Linked DNA regions of Oryctolagus cuniculus: region 1 is linked to region 2. A link is a contact called in public Hi-C data. All regions are on one chromosome and are shown on one strand. Each heading gives the region's core, a stretch centred on a gene start, on an enhancer-like site or on the middle of the called end of the contact. The rest is flanking DNA. Distances are from core to core; before and after follow the strand shown.

Region 1 (6,338 bases), core at 299-2,798, 250 kb after region 2:
AGCCATTTGGGAAGTGAACCAGCAGATGGAAGACTCTCTCTCTCTCTCTCTCTCTCTCTCTTTCTCTCTCTTTCTCTCTCTTTCTCTCTCTTTCTCTGTAACTCTTCCAAATACATAAAAATTAATCTTTCAAAAAATCTCAGTTTTGATTTTCTTATTTCCAGACTCATTGCACAATTTTTTATCTTGTCTTTATATTATCTATAGCTCTGTTTTATCAGAACTGAATGAATCTTGGGCTTTGTATTATTTTCACACCATGTAAAGAGAGATGAGGAAATAATTCCCCAGTCTCGGCCTTGCACAAAGGAAGGCTCAGTTAGGGAGCACTGCCAACCTCCAGATAAAATCTGTTTATAGGTTAGGAGTGCTTGCCATCCCTGCAGATCAGATGTCCACAAACACATTGCTGTATCGCCTCCTCTGACAGCTGCTGACTTAGGGGCGGTGACTTCACATCATCTCCCAGCTCACTGGATTTGCTCAAACGTCCCATTCTCAAGCAAAGAGCAGGTTTTCAAAATTCTACCTGAACCTGCCCTGGGAGCAGCACGCTCTCATGTTCAGGGGCAGCACGTGGCTGATGAAGTATTTGGTCTAATCTCGCAAGCATCCCGAAGCACCTGCGGGCGTGGAGGCAGAAACACACTTGCGCAATGGTGTGTGTGGTGCTGATCTGTCCACAGCTTATGCACCACTCACACTGGCCTGTGTGCTGTGCCTTCAACATACCACGTGTGATCCTGCTTCAAGATCTTTTTATTTCCTTGTCCTCAACTGGAGATAGAAAGATGGTTTGCCTCTTCCACAACTGCGTGCTCAGACGTCGCTTTCTTAGTGAGATGTCATCGGGGCACTCGATTTAAAGTTACAACTCTGCCCTCCCAGCACTCCACAGCCTTATCTGTTTCTCCCTTCTCTGTCACACTCACCACCTTCTCCTGGTTTCTAGATTAACTGCCTCTTATTATTCTTGAACACCAATATGCACGACACTCCAAGATGCTCGAAAAAAACATTTTTAATAAATGAATGAATTTAAAGATGATGTAACTGATGTCAGCTTATTATCTGGATATAAAGTTCAATGTGTCATTTTTTCAGCATAAGGCTGAAAGCTCTGTGTTCTTTCTAATATCCAATTGCTGGGGTTCCCCCTCCCCCAACAGATTTTTTAGCAACCCCCATGTCCAAGTATTAACATCTCACTGACCTTCTTTGTCAATTCTTGTTTGACATTTCCTAGCTCCACAAAGAGGGGTTTTCCAAGACAAAAAAAAAAAAAGAAAGAAAAAAGAAAAATCTCACAAATAAAAAAAAATTGGCCCTGCTGCAAGGATGAAGGGAAAGTGCCCCCAAGAGATCACGTAGACAAAAGGCAAGAAGAGCAGGGGCCGGGGCTGGAGGAGAGAAAGCCCAGGGCCCAAGGAGTTCCCTGCTCCTCTCCCCAGATGAAGTCTCTGGTCGGAGCCGGTCCACCCCACTCAGAGGGCCACTAGGATCCATGGCTGCTAGCCAGTGCTGTGCTGAACTCCCCAGCATACTGTGTCCTGAGCAGATGTCCGCAGGGAAGGGATGATTTCAGAAGATGGATCTGCCCCCGATGATTTCTCCTCTGGCCTTGGCTGGGGGACTTTTTCCATCTCCCCTAGTTTTTTTTTTTTTTTTCAGTCTAGATTTTTATGAGTTCTGAACAAGAGTATTTTAGATGTCCCTAGTAGCTGAGATCCAGTCTTAGACAAAAGTCCTCTAAGACTGAAATATAAATAGAGAAGCCTTCAGGATGACATCATGCTGTATGCACACCAGAAGTGACCACAAATAACCTACAATAACCTTTAAAATTAGTTTTTTCCTGACTTCATAAAACAATATTTTATTTGGCAGGCATATATTGGCAAGCTTCTTCAAGAGCTCTATTTGTTTTCTGTATCCAGGAAGACACAACCACTGTTTTCACATAGGTTTCCTTCTCTGCTGTGGTTTTGCCATTTTCTGCTTCTTTATGAGTGGCTGCTGCAGAATGTTTTTCTTGGGGACGTTTATTAAGAGCAGAAGGATATGAATGAACAACCATCCTTATAACAATGCAGGGCGGGTTTCTCCTTACCTTTCTCCCAAGTTCCAGGGACAGCAGTGGAACCGATCCACCACAACCAACTCGCTCTGTCCTGGGTTCTCTAATGTGTGGCTGGAGAACATATCTGAGAGTCCATTGAAGGAATTTGGTCCACTTGTCCTTTGATGCATTCCTTACATTCAAGATTAGACAGAGAATATAGCACCATGACACAGCTTGAAAAGAGGGTAAATCTCTTCCAGGCCAAAAAAAATTAAGCTCTAGCTTTGACAACACGGTCCCCTTAGAAAATAAAAGTGATATATTTTTTTCTAAGTATGCTACTGTATTAGAAAATGCTTTCTGGGAAGGAGGCAGGAGAGTGGAAAAGGAAGGAGGGAGGGAGAGTAGGTTGGGGAGGATGGAAAGTATCATTTTGTTCTCAAAACTGAATATATGCACTTCATGATATTTGCTTTCTTTGCATAAATAAGTACATAAAAATCCTTTTCCGAATCTAAGTTCCCACCCCTCGGTTTTTCAAAATCCTCTGCCATTTCCTAGAAGACGAAGAGGAGGGAGTATAAAATCTTCTCAAAGGCAATAAAAACAAAAATAAATATTTCTCAAATAAACAGCACTTCCAGCCTGTGCCACCGTATTTCATTTTCTTCTTTCTACCCCTGCTCACCATCTTCTCTCACACAGGCAGAGAGGAAGGTTCCAATAGTTAACCTTGTACTGTTGACCCAACCAAAATTAACTGGCTATGTAACAATTTAGTTGTCCATATAAAAACAGGAAGAGAGATTTCCCCAAGTAACCTTTATTCACCATGAGAAAAACAGCTGGCGCTCTCTCTCTCTCTTTCTCTCTAGCTGTGGCTCTCTCTCTTGCTCTCTCTCTCTATGTAAGCCCAGGGGGCATGGATGAAAGCATGTATGCTTTTTATCTCTTCTCTTGCAAATGGGTGGCTTTTCCAGTGGAAGTGTGCCAGTGCATAAGAAAGTCTCGTCAAAATATTTAAAATTCTATCTTTATAAGATGAGGTCGTTGAAGCAAAGCTTTCTCACCCCTGTTATGCGCAAAAAAAAAAAAAAAATCACGGCAAAATAACCATGGAAACCTACACCTCTTCCTCCTAGGAAAGGAGGGAGCGATTAATAAGAAACACTGCCCTTCCAACAACACAAATCCGAGCCTGAGTACCAGACTTCTTTTGTGTCCCTGCTTTTCAGTAGTTCTGCTACATTTCCCACAGTGCACTGCTGGGATTTTGTATTTTTTATTTTCGCTACGCATGCTCACACATCTGTTGCACATGTGTGATCAACCGACCGGAGTCCGAGCCAAATGTCCTGCAAAAACGGACGGAGTGGGTAGAGCATTCCTTGGAGAGTCAGGCACTGCCTCTGGTGGCCTGCCTCCAAGAGCAGTGGTGTAATAAAGAAAAGAAATCTGCTCATTTGAATTGCATGGAAATGAACTGTGTCCTCCCCTCAAAGACCATATGGGAATGATCCCTGGAGGGGTGGCGCACAACACCTAGGGCTGGCCGACTCCACTGGACGGCTGTAAACGAACCTGTGGAGTCAGACTGGGAGAGGCAGCCAGGCGGATGAGAAGCATGCAGCCGGAGGCAGGAGTCCTATCTGGTGGCCCTGCGTCACGTCTGAAGGAGAGAAACTCCATGGAAGCAAGAAACGCCAGCGAGCCAGCCGTCTTGCAGAAATCCTCCGTCTCCCATTAAAAAGCCATTCTTGGATCTCACCTCCGGTAAAGTGAACCCTGCTGGAGACAAGGCATTGCACCTGAGCAGTAGCCAGAGTTCCTTTGCAAGCAAATGAGCTCCGTGAGACTCAATGGACCTCTGCAAAGCAGAAAGGCAGTCTTCATAATCAAACCTGCACCAGAGCCCGGAGCCCAGGGACAGAGAAACCGGAGACGCCGGCTGTCCTGCCTGTGTTCTGGCAGGTCCCCTCAGTGAACCTGATCCAACCACAAGTAGCTGGTGACCTGCAGCAGACCTGTGACATCCTTAGGGGCCACACAAACACACACCTCGATCTTCTCTGATGGGGAGGGATTCAGATAACATCGGGAAATTTGTTATAAGATACAAATACATATATATGTACATCAAAAGATAGGAAAGAGTAAGCTAAGTATTGCTGTGTTTTTGGAGTATGGTCCTTAATTACAAGAAAATCCTCATCACTTTTACTAGTTTTAAAGTTTTCATTTATAGGGGCCGGCACTGTGGCCCAGCAGGTAAAGCTGCCACCTGCAGTTTTGGCATCCCCTATGGGCGCGGGTTCCAGTCCCAGTTGCCCCATTTCTGATCCAGCTCCCTGCTAATGTGCCTGAGAAAGCAGGAGAAAATGGCCCAAGTACTTGGACCCCAGCACCCACGTGGGAGACCCAGAAGAAGCTCCTGGCTCCTGGCTTCAGATGGGCCCAGCTCTGGCCCTTGCAGCCATTTGGGGAGTGAACCAGTGGATGGAAGACCTTGTCTCTCTGTCTCTGCCTCCCTGTAGCTCTGCTTTTCAAATAAAATAAATCTTTAAAAAAAATTTTTCATTTATATCAAAAGTGCAGTCCTGATTCCTTCTTTCATCTTCCTTGAGAAAAAGAACATAATTTCAACTCATTCAGTCTAAAATCAAAATACGTTATATAGAAAAAATTGGGGAAATCACCTTAGACAAGGTGTTAATCTTGCTTGTACTTTTTCTGTTCCAATCATCTGATGATAATGATGGTGCAAGAATTCCTAAGACTTTATTTCCTTCTCAACCTTCATTTTGTTGTTTTCTCTAAGCTCAAAGTGAAGTTATCCATATACCAAAATTTAAATTTTGAATCAATGTGAATTTTTTTCTAAGTTTCCTGAAAATTGAAGTCTCATTTTTCCTATCAGATATGACTTTGTATTTATATTTCTAAGATTTCATTACAATAATTTTGAGGAAATTCTGTGATCGTTACTTATAAAAGCAAGACATTGTGTAATGGGGTAATAGTAGATAGTACCTCCTGAAAAGTCTTACTAACAGCAACTCATTTAATCTACACCAGGACCCAGTAAGAGAGATATTAATATTAACTCTATAATTCACAGATGAGGAAACTGAATTCTATCAGAATTTTGTGATTTGTCCAAAGTCCATAGTAGATAGTATGCCTGAGGTGCAATTCCATCTCTGTTGTCTGGAGCCGATATTTGGGAGTGCCCATGACACCACTGTACTAGAAGAGTCTTTGGGTTTTTTTTTTTTTGTTTTTTGTTTTTTTTTTTGGTTTTTGAAATAGGATCTGGCATTGTCACTTTAAACCTGTCTTTCCTATATTCCAAGACTATCAAAAGGGGAAATTCTAGTTACTTCAACAACGTTGTAGTTCTTCTAAAACATCTCATGGGGCCAATGCTGTGATATAGCCAGTAAATCCAACACCTGCAGTGCCAGCATCCCATATGGGCGCCAATTCGAGTCCCAGCTGCTCCACTTCTGATCCAGCTTTCTGCTGTGGCCTGGGAAAGCAGTAGAAGGATGGCCTAACTCCTTGGGCCCCTGCACCCACATGGGAGACCTGGAAGAAGCTCCTGGCTCCTGGCTTCGAATCTGTGCAGCTCCAGCTGTTCTGGCCACCCGGGAAATAAACCAGCAGATGGAAGATCTCTCTCTCTCTCTCTCTGCCTCTGTCTCTGCCTCTCTGTAACTCTGCCTTTCAAATGAATAAACAAAACTTTAAAAAAAAAAAAAACTATGTCACTAAATATTTTTCCTTTCTTCAAATCTCAAGACTTCCTCTGATTGAAGTGCTAATCCATTGTCCCTCTGTTTCTTCAACCTTTTATTCCCATGGGAAAAAAGCCAAAATTCTTTCACCTTTCCATAGAAGTCATTTTTTTCTAAATCAATGTATTTTGCTAAAAGTAGAGCTCTTTGAGTAAAACTCATGTAGGTAAATAGCTGTTGTTTTAAAATATTTTGAAAAAACTCAATGTTTTTTAATGCAAGTCTGTCCATAAGGCTTTGCCCTCTGCTTGCTTATAAGTCATTTCTACTTGAGGCTCTCTATGAAGATTGGGAATCGCAAAAATGGCTCTTGGAAACCACATGGCAGTAGATAGCATTTCCACAGATAAGTGTATTTCATAATTCTCATAATAGCAACACAGATTTTTTTCACTATCATCAAATTTGATAGTGACACACCAAGGAAATGTCAGCCACTCTTCACTGGTGATAAAGAGGCCATTGGATTCTGAGGCCAT
Region 2 (6,920 bases), core at 3,805-6,304:
GACTCCAGTCAGGTACTCATGTGAACCTGACATCCCTCAAATTAAAATAAATTCTTGAACCCAGTGAGTACTGTAAACCGTATTCTGCCGGTGCCGTGGCTCACTAGGCTAATCCTCCGTCTTGCGGCGCCGGTACACCGGGTTCTAGTCCTGGTCGGGGCACCGGATTCTGTCCCGGTTGCCCCTCTTCCAGGCCAGCTCTCTGCTGTGGTCCGGGAGTGCAGTGGAAGATGGCCCAAGTACTTGGGCCCTGCACCCGCGTGGGAGACCAGGAGAAGCACCTGGCTCCTGCCATCGGATCAGTGCGGTGCGCTGGCTGCAGCGCGCTGGCAGCGGCCATTGGAGGGTGAACCAACGGCAAAAGGAAGATCTTTCTCTCTGTCTCTCTCTTCTCTCTCTCACTGTCCACTCTGCCTGTCAAAAAAAAAACCCTATTCTTAGAGCTCCCAGGAAAATATTGTTAGAGAGTTTTAAGAAAATTGAGAGCTACAAATACATTTAAAAAATGCCACTAGTAGTAGATTATGAATTATTTATTAACAATAAAATTTAAATTATTGATGAAGGCCTAGGTATAAAAAGCAGTTATTTAGCTTTGGTTCCTGTCCACAATACATGAATTCTATCTGTTGTTTTTTGATTTCTAAGCTCTGAATAAAGATATATCCATGAGTCTTATGTTAGTTTATTTAGTCATCATCCAATGAAAATACATATTTTATGTATCAGCAAATACTCCTGATCACATCCTCTAGCGCTGATTGAATAGAAAGAATACAACAAATAAGACCAATAAAGATATACAATTTGTATACTGTATATATACATATATATATACATGTTTATATCAAATACATATGAATTTTATTTCGTAACAGCTCTTAAGTTGAAGTAATTATTATATATTAAAATACATTATTTATCTTTTAAAAATGTGTATAATTCAAATATTCTACATTAAAGTAGAGTGGTTCCACTACCTCTACACATCATTGGCAAAATTTTAAATGCTGCATCTTTCTATCAGGATTTATAAATGGTAGTGATTAAATTCACACATTCAGGGAAAAATAATTTATGTGAATCTTGCAAGTAGGGAAATCTGCTAGTTTTATTCCCAAGTAGCCCAATTTTTAAAATCTATTTTTTATTCGAAAGAGTGACAGAGCAGAGAGCAAGAATGAGAGTGATTTTCCATTCCATTCACTGGTTCATTCCTCAAATGACCACCACAGCCTGGCCTGAGCCCAGAGCCAAGAACTCCATCCAGGTCTCCCACATGGGAGGCAGGAACTCAAGTACTTGAGCCATCCTCTGCTGCCTCCCAGGATGCACATTAGCAGGAAGCTGGGCCAGAAGCAGAAGTAGAACTCCAACCTGTACAGGATGTGGGCAACCCAAGCAGTGGCTTAACCCTCTTATACTGCAAAACCTATCCATACTTTTTGCATTTAACCTGATTAATGGGGTAAAGATTGTAGCGCTTGGTACTATCATTTCTCTTCCTCCTAGTTTTATCTTGTATGATTAATTATAAAAACTCAGAGGGATTTCCGGATTTACTTAAAAAGCCCCTGAAAGAGGAAGAAATACTTAGAAAAGACTCTAAGTATTGATTCAAGTCAGCCAATATGTTGTAAGCCATGGGGCACATTGTTATATGCTCATAAAGGAGTTAGTCAAAAGAGGGCCATGAAGTCTTTTTGATTTTTTTGAGATTTATTTATTTATTTGAAAGGCAGAGTTACACAGAGAGAGAAGGAGAGGCAGAGAGAGAGGTCTTCTATCCGCTGGTTCACTCCCTAATTGGCCACTATGGCCAGAGCTGTGCTGATCCAAAGCCAGGAGCCAAGAGCTTCTTCCAGGTCTCCCACATGGGTGAAGGGGCTCAAGGACATGGGCCATCCTCTACTGCCTTCCCAGGCCACAACAGATCAGAAGTGGAGTAGTCGGGACTCAAACCAGCACCCACATGGGATGCCGGCACTGCAGGCAGCAGCTTTACCTCTATGCCACAGCGCTGGCCCCCATGAAGTCTTACTTTTCTGGGGAGCCTAGGTCAATGCCAGAACCCCTCTAGAGGCGCTCATGGGCATTTGACTTTCAAAGGCAAAATGGAGGTGAAAGAGTCAGAGCAGTAATTTTTTTGTATGTAAATCAGAAGGCCTAGAAACTGAGACATAATCAGGTAATCCTCATGCTATCTTGGAAGACATCTGTCTTAGCAGAGTTCAGCAGGCTAACTCGGCAGAAGACACTTTTGATATCAAGCAGCGTGAAGTAGAGGAAGCTGGGAATACATCTAGCAGAGTTTACTCCGTGCAAGGTTCACAACACCGACTTCTGGGGTTAAGGTAGCTACGAGTCACCAGTAGAGAAAATGGAACTGGATCTACATTGAACGGTGCAGAGAAGAAGTTTTTCTCAGCCTTCGATGAAGGCAGTTACTAAAAGTTTGCAAGAGAGAGAGATTCCTAAATTCCATTTTGGGAGTCCCAGCTCTGGAAAGATCTTTGCAAAGAGCTAAATTCTGTATTATCAGGGCATGCGAATCTGAGAGGGAGACATCTGGGATACGGTGATTTCCCTTCTTGCTATCTTCCTGTCTCTCAAGTGGTTTCATCCTAGGCAGGTGGGACATCAAAAAGTTGTCATGTGGAGGTGGCTGGGAGGAAATGACACCTTCTTTCCACCCTGCATATGTTAGAAGTTTTTCCAAAGTCACAAGTAGAGGGGTTGGTGGTGGGTGTTCAGCCCTAACAGTGAGGATGCCAATTAAGATGTCCCCATTCCATATCTTAGTGCCTGGGCTTGATTCCCGCCTACACCTCCTGATACTTGCTTCCTGCTGATGCACAACCTGGGAGGCAGCAGGGGACAGCTCAGGTGATTGGGCTCTTGCCACCCCCATGGGAAACCTGGATGGAGTCCCCACCTCCCAGCTCATTCAAGGAGTCAACAGTGATGGGAGCTCTTGCTCTAACTCTCTCATCTTTCTATCTCTATGTCTCACTGCCTCTCCTATAAACACATAAAAGTTTGAAAAAAATAAAAGTAGAGGAATTCAAATTGATAGTTTATAATCTGTTGTGGCAGTGCAGATTTCTCTAAAATATGGCAAGGATTTTTATCTGTGTTTTGATTTGTACTTGACTTATGTTTCCAATGTTATTTCAAAACCTGGGGCCAGTGTTGAGGCATAATGGGTAAAAAGCCACCATCTGTGATGTCAGCATCCTGTATGGGCACTGGTTCAAGGCCCTGCTGCTCCACTTCCCATCCAGTTCCCTGCAAATGCACCTGGGAAAGCAGTGTAAGATGGCCCATGTGCTTGGGACCCTCCACCCACACAGAAGACCTGGAAGAAGCTCTTGGCTCCTGGCTTCAGTCTGGCCCAGACTTGGCTATTGCAGTTGGCAAATGTTTGAGGAGTGAACCAGTAAATGGAAGATTCTCTCTCCCCTCCACCCGCCTTTCTGTGTATGTGTGTAATTCTACTTTCCAAATAAAGTAAATAAATCTTTAAGAAAAGATAATTGCAAAACTAGTTTGTGTATATATATTTCACAATTCATGAAGCTAATTTCATGCACAATTTGTGCCCTATGTACTAAAATATCTGAACATACCTCTCAGGGGGGTGTTTGATTATAACTTTGTTGCACAGAGGTGAGGGTGGTGGCAGGTGTCCTGGTTAGAACTGATGGGGAGTTTATAACCATACTCCTGGTAGAACTTGGGTGAGACACATTGTGGGCTATCACTACAAAATGATTTTCGTATTTTCTTGGTGAATGCCTATGGGCCTATGAAATTTGTGGGAAGTAAAAATAGTAATATTATAGAGTATGGTAACTTTTGCAGCTGCGCATTTTATATAGATGTGTTTTTGTATTTGAAAGTTAATTAGAGAGAGAGGTGAGAGAATGCGAGAGAGCTCTTCCACCTGCTGGTTCACTCCCCAAATGGCCACAATAGCCCTGGCTGGGCCAGGAGCTTCTTCCAGGTCTCCCACGTGGGTGAAAGGGGCCTAAGCACTTGGACCATCTTCCTCTGCTTTTCCCAGGCCATTAGCAGGGAGCTGGATAGGAAGTGGAGCAGCTGGGACACAAACCAGAGCCGATAAGGGATGCTGGTGTCAGAGGCAGCAGCTTAACCTGCTATGCCACAGCGCCAGGTCCCGCAGGCATGGATTTCACAGTGAGTTCTCTGCAGCATTTCTCATTTCTGCAGCTACTCACATGGTATCTCACCCGACCCTCTCAGCCGGTCCATAGTAAGCCCACTCCACAGATGCAGAAACTGAGCACCTCTGACCAAGTAGGACTAGAGGGGCAGGAAGACAGATGGGGAGGTTAAATCCAAGCCGGCTCTGTAAACCCCTCCATCCCTCCAGGCCAGGAAAGACCCGGAAGGCTTTTCAACCGGAACTCTGCTGGAAAACCAGTTTGGGCACAGCCAAGTCCTTGGCCTGTGCTGTCTCCCTTTTAAGTGCGAATGCATTGCACATCCACTTCTCAGAACATTGCTATCTGATCTCCGCTTCCCTCGGGAAATAAACAGCAGGTTCCAACACGCGCTTGGGCAGCACACGGAGCCCCTGCCCTCTGCCCAGTCACAGCAATTACTGCAAAAGTCCCAGCAGCCTCGTGCTGGCAACAGAATGACAGATCTGCCAACCAAATGTTGTCCTGACGTCTGTTTTTCTGTTAGCTCATTAGCTTTCCTTTCCTCTGAGCTTAACAGATGTGCAACTTGTAAACGGAGCTGCAGTCATTCATGGTTTAGGAATAGGAAAAGCATCGTCTTTCCTTTGAATGAAACCAACTGTTATCTAGTGAATCGATCTAGATAAAATATTTTGCAGTATTAAAAAAAAAATAAAGCCTTTGCTGCTGCTCTGATTCTATGTGATACCTTCTTGCTTTTTGGAAAACCACACACAGAAAAAGCTTCCGTGCTGGGAATAGGAGAAAGCCCCTGATTTTGCTGTTCCTCTCTGCTTGCAAGCCCGCTGCTCCAGAGGCTGTGAATAGCACGGGGCCGCGTGTGACGTCATCGCCCGGGCATTGCCCTGTGCAATAACAGGAAGGCCCTTGGAGATGAGCGGCTGGAATGCCCTCGCTTTATAGATGCGGAAGCCGGGGGCGGGAGAGGGAAGTCCCCGGTGCAAGGTCACACGTGCAATTAGTGAGACATTGTTGATTTAGCCCAAGAGGATCCCACCTTCACGGCCGGCCAAGCAGCTGGTGGCCCTGGGACAGGAAAAAGAAAAAAGCTTAACATGATCTCTACACGAACAGTCGTGCTTAAACGTTCGTTTATTCAGCCAGTGTGGTCTGTCAACATTTAACCAGCTCTGCTTGAGCCTCCGCATAGGCAAGGCAGGGCATGAACCTGGGGCACCTGGAGTGTAGCCCATCAATGGGATCCTAGCAGGAAAGAGCTGCCCTTTGCTTCCACAGGCAACAGTCACACCCAGGCAGTCCCCACCAAACAGAGCCCGGGGGACCTGTTTCAAGGCACCACTTGGGCATGGCATGGGGACAGCTCCTCTAGCCACAGGCAGTGAGAAAAACCAAACTGGTTTTTTTTTCCTATCATTTTTTAAATTTTAATTTGTAATAATTTTTTTAACAGATTCACTGATGTGTAGCTACAATCCTAAGCATGTAATGGGCTTCCTTGATCAGTCACAGAGGACAGTTTGTAGCAGGAATGCAGGCTGCACTGGGGCCTGGGATGCACATCTGTCGCTGAACTGCAGTGGGCCCGAGATTTCCTTCTCTCTGCAATCATCCTTTCAGGTTCTGGAATAGAGAACCAGAGATCATCGGAAGGCTCGCTCTTCTTGCTACCTAGCACTCCCTTCGGAACATCGGGCCAGAGCAATACTGACATCCCTTTCAGCTAAAAAGTCCATTTCAAAAAATACGCTCTTTCACATTTCTGTAGAAAAATATCTGTGTTATCACCGGACCAGTTTTTGAAGAAAGACAAGTATGGATACTAGGAGTGAATATTTAGACTCAGAAATACCTTCTAAAAGACAGAAAGCACCCAGGCTGCCTTTGAGAGGGCCCAGCACTGGTCTAGTAAGTTACAGCCCTGGCTCCTCTCCCAGGATCCAGCCCGAATGCCAGTCTGGCCTCCATGACGAAGTCATTGCAGGTACTTGGGGACTGAATCAGCAGATGGGATCTCTCTCTCTCTCTCTCTCTCCCCTCACCCCACCAAAAGTCATAAACTGACCAACGCTAAAAAATAGCAAACACTCAGAGACTTTTGACAAATCCTAAGCAGAAAAGACCCAAAACTCCCAGAGTTAAAAACCATCAGAAAGTAGGATTAATTCTTTTTTTTAAAGCATCTATTTATTTTATTTGAAAGTCAGAGTTACACAGAGAGGCCGGCACAGCAGCTCAATAGGCTAATCCTCCACCTGCGGTGCCGGCACACCGGGTTCTAGTCCCGGTTGCCCCTCTTCCAGGCAGCTCTCTGCTGTGGCCCTGGAGTGCAGTGGAGGATGGCCCAGGTGCTTGGGCCTGCACCCCATGGGAGACCAGGAGAAGCACCCGGCTCCTGCCTTCGAATCAGCGCCATGCGCCGGCCACAGCGCGCCAGCCATGGCAGCCATTGGAGGGTGAGCCAACAGCAAAGGAATACCTTTCTCTCTGTCTCTCTCTCTCACTGTCCACTCTGCCTGTCAAAAACAACAACAACAACAAACAAACATGGGGTGCAGGGCCCAAGCACTTGGACCATCCTCCACTGCACTCCCTGACCACAGCAGAGAGCTGGCCTGGAAGAGGGGCAACCGGGACAGAATCCGGCGCCCTGACCAGGACTAGAACCCGGTGTGCCGGCGCTGCAAGGGGGAGGATTAGCCTAGTGAGCCATGGCGCCGGCCACCTTTACTC

What was found. Hi-C and Micro-C count contacts between places; a contact is called where the count stands out from the background.
Region 1: a contact with region 2 is called in a Hi-C map of an unstated tissue, with 2.0 times the contacts expected there. The contact joins two enhancer-like sites. A contact is called at or near these places in 2 of 6 Hi-C or Micro-C datasets (psoas muscle and an unstated tissue).

What each region holds. Positions count from the first base shown.
Region 1 is chr16:7,700,928-7,707,265 of mOryCun1.1, forward strand. It overlaps LOC138845847 (a long non-coding RNA gene), which reads right to left. Exons shown (of 2, transcript XR_011383048.1): 1 at 3,644-6,338; 2 at 1-2,252. Among named protein-coding and RNA genes, the nearest start is that of CRPPA, 360 kb to the right of the region's middle. Within about 2 kb of position 1,549, at least 3 of the 8 cell types and tissues checked have an H3K27ac peak or open chromatin away from gene starts, as enhancers often do.
Region 2 is chr16:7,451,682-7,458,601 of mOryCun1.1, forward strand. No RefSeq gene overlaps it. Among named protein-coding and RNA genes, the nearest start is that of MEOX2, 160 kb to the left of the region's middle. Within about 2 kb of position 5,055, at least 1 of the 8 cell types and tissues checked has an H3K27ac peak or open chromatin away from gene starts, as enhancers often do.